Linked DNA regions of Mus musculus: region 1 is linked to region 2. The links are chromatin contacts, called in public HiCAR-type maps. All regions are on one chromosome and are shown on one strand. Each heading gives the region's core, a stretch centred on a gene start, on an enhancer-like site or on the middle of the called end of the contact. The rest is flanking DNA. Distances are from core to core; before and after follow the strand shown. Region 1 holds the start of E130101E03Rik (RIKEN cDNA E130101E03 gene). Region 2 holds the start of Dpy19l2 (dpy-19-like 2 (C. elegans)).

What was found. HiCAR-type assays count read pairs that join an accessible place to other places.
Region 1: a HiCAR-type map of astrocytes shows a contact between it and region 2, with 2.6 times the contacts expected there. The contact joins the promoter of E130101E03Rik here to the promoter of Dpy19l2 in region 2. A contact is called at or near these places in 7 of 39 promoter capture datasets (cranial neural crest, embryonic stem cells, frontonasal cranial neural crest and 2 more), 1 of 484 Hi-C or Micro-C datasets (embryonic stem cells) and 2 of 115 datasets of contacts at active chromatin or transcription factors (astrocytes and stem cell-derived neural progenitor cells).

What each region holds. Positions count from the first base shown.
Region 1 is chr9:24,972,914-24,975,613 of GRCm38.p6, forward strand. It overlaps E130101E03Rik (RIKEN cDNA E130101E03 gene), which reads left to right and starts at 1,295. Exons shown (of 5, transcript NR_153861.1): 1 at 1,295-1,362; 2 at 1,857-1,886.
Region 2 is chr9:24,694,882-24,697,581 of GRCm38.p6, forward strand. It overlaps Dpy19l2 (dpy-19-like 2 (C. elegans)), which reads right to left and starts at 1,412. Exons shown (of 22, transcript NM_001166207.1): 1 at 901-1,412. The coding sequence starts at 1,282.

The DNA of each region.
Region 1 (2,700 bases), core at 45-2,544, 280 kb after region 2:
TGCACAAAATAAACCCAGATAAAGCAGGCTGCCTCCATCCCTCTGCATTGATGGAAATGTGACCTCTGAACAGAGCAGATAAAGATGGTCTGGAGGAAGGTCATGTGACAAGCATTTGTCAGGGGGCAGCCTGGGCACAGAGGAGACTCCAGAATCTCTAGGGATTCAGAGGATGGTGAGAACTGTTTCCCTAATCCTTGTCCCTGTGACTTGGGGATAGGGCCATCTGTAAGATGGGGCCCAATTGTTACCTATCTTCTCTCTTGGAGCTTAAGCTGTTGGCATCATGATTGGTAACAGATCTCCCAGAATTAATTAGTGTTCTTTTCTATTTTTATCACTGGCTATTTTGTTTGTAGTTTTTCTCAGATTTACACTGTATTCTTTGTATTGGGGGCTTCAGGGATGAGGAGACATGGCAACACCATTAGATCGAAGTCCTAACTTCTGTTCCTCCCATCTGGACCCAGTCTCTACATCTGTACGTGAGCACCCAGATTCATGAGACATCTGAATCCAGGCAAATGCCTCTTTCCCAACCCTCCCTGGTTGCTGCAACCCCCCTCCAGTCTTTGTAATGGCTGGGTGTTGTTTAATTCAGGGAAGCTCTTAGTTCAGCGCAGGGAAAGTAGACACAAGTGAATGGTCAAGAAGAGGGTGCCAGTTATTCAGCTCTGGATCAAAGATCATCCAAGCCATGAAAGGGTTCTATGAAATGAACAAACATGAACTTTTAGTGCCTATGAGAGGAGATGATCACCAAGGTTAACAGCTATAGCAAATGCTAAAACAAAGAGTGAATTCTAAAGGTGTAGACAGGAAAATAGGAAACAACCAAGAAAGGTATTATTCTGAGGGCTGGTAACAGTGGTACAAAGCCACCATCCCTTAATATAAAGGAGCGAAGAGAAAGCTTGGTTTCAGAATAATCAGTTTTTTATTAGTCAAAAGCTACTTTACCTTCATTAAACATATGAGCAATGCTAAAAAGTGTGGTTTATATTATGAGTCCTTGCTTTTAGTGGTTAAGTGGCATCTATTAATTTGATGAGAATTAATTAAGCATTGATTGAGGAATAAGCTAAGTATTTGAGACTGCTGGAGTAGAGAAGTCTGAGGGAAGTACATTGTGGGACTTCTGCTAGGGATGCCTGTGAACCAATGCCAAGTATGCAACCCTGCTCACGGAGGGGGCAATTATATGTCCTTGTTTGGCTCAGGGCTGAAGCCTAGCCTGGCTGGAAGGCAGTTGGCTTCAGCCCAACATTACTGCATGCCTGCCCTCTCGGGCCCCACTTCTAGCAGGTCACCAGATCTGTGTTGCCACCTAGGAACATTTGAGAGAGCTGTGAGCTTCAGAAGGTGAGGCGCTGGGGCCAGGGTTGGGGGCAGGGAAGGCCAGCCAGGCAGGGTGGCTGGAGAGTTTTGACAGCCTAGAGAAGAGCCCCTGGGATCCCATTCTTGCAGACGTGAGCCCCCCAGGCAGGCGCCGGGTGGATAAGCGTGTAGACAGCCCGGCCAGGCCGGCCTGTGACGCTTGCCAGCACCTGCAGATAGCAGGGAAATAATTGGCACATGTTTAAAAAAAAATTAAAAACCTCTTGGATGTGAGTATTTTCTAACAGCATCTGGCGGGAGTGCCTGGAAGGAATTTAATCAGCGAGAGTTGTTTAAATCGGTCTACTCGCTCGGCCCCAGCGAGGCTCCTAATGAACTCGGTATCATGTGCCACCCCTGCCTGCTGAGGACATTCAATTTGTTAATTCTGCAGCTGGTGAGAGAGGTCAGATAGGAAAGTGACGATTGTTTTCTGACGTCCCAACCCCTGCTCACATCTTTCTAATTAATCCTTTTAGGAGACATGGGAAGATTAAGAAAGAGAAAAGGTGAGGGAAACAAGCAGGAGAGAATTTGATGGAAAGTCAGCGCTGCCTTTCCTGGATGGATCTGGCGAGCTGGGGGCGGGGAGAAAACCAAGAGCTGAGAAGGCTGCTAGCTGTACTTCCCACACAAAGAAAAAACAAATACTCTGAAGAGATAGCCCCTTGATACTCTCCCATCGTGGCTGTTTTAAACAGGAATGGAGGGGACATGGTCTCCATCATGGTCTTGGGTAGAACTTCAGGGCGTCATTGAGGTATGAGATCTCCTGAGCAGTGAGAGCCAGGCAGAAACCTATGCAACATGCACTGAAGGGCCTCAGTCATCCCAGTTTTGTGAAAATAGCAATTTGGAAGCGCTGGAGTTTCTCTAGCACTGCAGTCCTGAGTCTCTTGCCTTTTGCTCTGCCTTTTGGATCTATTTTCCCTTCTGCTGGACCTGCTGTTTGCTAATGTGTCAAACCCCTGCGGCCCTCAGCCATAAGTCCGCCTGTCCTTCAAGTTGGGGTAGCCCCAAAAGGTGTGTGTGTGGGGGGGGGGGGAGTAGCCTAGGCTGCCTAGTACTATCTCTCTTAGATGTCCTTGTCACTATTTACAACTTTCAAGCAAATGCCTCTCGAATTGTCTTGATGGATATCACTTCTGGTCCATCAGGGGCAGACACTGGGCACCAAGTATGCATGCCAGTCTACATCCCCAGGAAGCCTCACACCCTACAGAACTTTCACTAATGATTAGACACAGTCATCATTCAAATGTTTCCTAATTCAAATGTTTCCTGTCATTGTGCTTACATGTGGGGAATCAGAGATGATTCAGA
Region 2 (2,700 bases), core at 162-2,661:
TTCTAAAAGTCCTCTCTGATACAGCATCTTACATCCACTCTAAAGTATTAACTGTCTCTCCTGAACATTCACTCAGTAATGTGAGCTATTATTTCACTAGCCGCTCAGGGGTAACTCCTGCGTGTAACTCTTGGAACACTGGAACTTGGACTTGGGAAAACAATCCATGTTGATTGTGGACTTGGCGTGGGTCTGCTGGCATAAACATCAGATGGAAATCTAAATATGAATTTCAACTCTTCCTTAATTACTGCTGTTAGCACTTCAATGTGGCAACTCATCTTATTTTTACATCAGCATTCAAATAGGTCAGGATGGGAGGAGGTGACAACAACTTGAATTGAAGTGTTTATATCAGCAGCTAGGCTCAAATACCAGACAACAGCAATATTTGAGTTACAGTAGAAAGCTACAGAAAATTAGAGGAATAAATGGAAGAAGTGCGAAGCCCCCTCCCCCACCCTGAGTTGCTCAGCAGGATGGAAATAAGTGCCTGTCAGCAGGTTTAACATATCTACCCTCCTCCTTCCTCCACTATTGGTGATCTCAGCTAAGGACCTTTTATTTCAAAAAACGAAGAAACCTAATTCCATCCAGATAGTAGACAACCTCTTCTACGCTCTGATTAGGATAACTTTTTGTTGGCGTGTAGGTGACCACTAAGTTGGAAAATCTCGCAAAAAAAAAAAAAAAAAAAAAAAAAAAAAAAAAAAGTTTAAAACAAGAACTAGAAGTCTGAGAATTCCTGGCATGCAATTCTCAGATCTCGCCACCAACTCATCCAACAATCCAAACACTAGTGGACCAAATCTCCAAGACCCAAACAAACCCTTCAAGTCTCTACGCTGGGAGAAAAACCCTGCACAGCCTCGGCTGGAACACTGAGCAGACTCGGCTCACCTAGGCCAAAGAGGGTCCTGTGGGAGAACCGATGCATCTGCAGTGCCTGCACCTTTTCGCGAAAGTGGTCCAGGAGAGTGAAGAGGAATTGGAAGCGGTTAAGAAGAAGGAGCTTGGCGACCTCTTCCAGCTGAAAGTAATTTTGTGCGTTCAGACTTTGGATCCTCCGCGCCGCGTAGTTGCGAGCACCCGAGGGCAGTTTCCTGCCGCCTAGGAGGAAATGCTGCAGCAACGACCACTTCGTTCTCTCCTGGGGCGCGCTTCGCTCCTGCTGGGGCTCCATGGTCGCTGCGCTCCACCTCCTCCTCGCCTGCCCCGTGCAGGAGGATTGTGGCCTGTCGGAGCTCCCTTCCCTGAGCTTACTCCTTGTCGGCCCCACCATCTTCTCATAGCCCGTGATCAGGTGGATGGAGCTGGATCACCGCTGGGCAATGTCCGGGGGGCGGACACACCACCAGGCAGCCTCAACGACCAGCCACCGTTGCGGGCAGCCTCGTCGTCATGGCGACCGTGAAACAAGGATGGCGAGCGTGCAGTCTAGGCAATCTTGCGCTGTCCACGTGCAGCCCAGCCCGCGCGCCCCTGAGCAGGACTTGCAAGAGGTGTAGCCTTCCCCAGGGTCTGGGCGTTGGAGTTCGCCTAGGTTTTCCCCTACAGGACAGAGCTCTTTGGTTAAGTAACATTGTTCTAACAAAATCGCTCAGTTTCTGGCCAGAAGGACGGTTGAGCTCAGAGTGTTCAACAACTCCTAAACAAGAAGCCGCCCTGAACCAAAGAAAGCCAGTCCTGACCTTGCATTCTCTATAGAGGACTATAAAGGCCACCACCACGTTCCAGGTCTTATGTCAGTCTGTTTGGCTGCAGTAAACCCCATTTTGGTTTAGGACTTCTTGAGCTCCCTAACACCCACAATCGCCTTGCCTACCTTGCCTATCTCTGAACACAGATCTTCCCGTTGTTGCAAGTGAGACCCACATCAGGAACCCCGCCCCCCTTCCTGCCCTTCCCTTCCTCCCTCACCCTCCACAAATCCATGCCTCCCCATGGTTTGTCCAGCCGTTTCTTCTGCCTTCTACTCCTGGCCCGTTTTTCTAGTCCGCATTATTTGAGAGCTCACTGGAAGTTCTATTCATCTGCTCCCTGATCTAAATAAACACATGTGAAACAAGTAAGTGCTGTTGCTATCAATTTGTTGTTTTGTAAGATTTTTCTCAAGCGGCATTTCTGCATTCCTGGCACTGTTTGCTGTTTAAGATGTTTTATTCTTCAGTGCATACGAAACAGAAGACCACAAATAGGGTGCTTTGCTCACATTTTGAACAGGTTGTACATTTTGTTTGCCCATCTTTGAGTTTAAAATACATGGTATTGGTGTTTGGCAAACACACACACACACAAAATGTACAATTGAGACATCTTAACTCTGTAGTCCAGATTGATCTCAAACTCCTTCCTTTCTCAGCCTCTCTATCCTAGGATTATAAGTTTTGGCACCATATTCACTTGGCAGAACTCTATTCTTAAATGAATACACAGTGTCTAAATGGAAATCTTATCTTTAGTGTAAGCATTTTAATTCTGTATTTTGTAGCAATCAAGGAAGCATGGGGATTACTGCCACACCCACTCCAGTGAAGTCTGTGTGGCAAGCCCAAAAGCATGGACGCAGCCCTGGGGCAAAAAGTTTCACAGAAACTTAGTCTCCTGGAGTCTTGGCATCCCATAGCATGAATGCTCCAAACTTGTCCTTGCGTTAGTCAGTGCATGGACAGTGCACTTTCTTTCAGTATTGTTTTATTA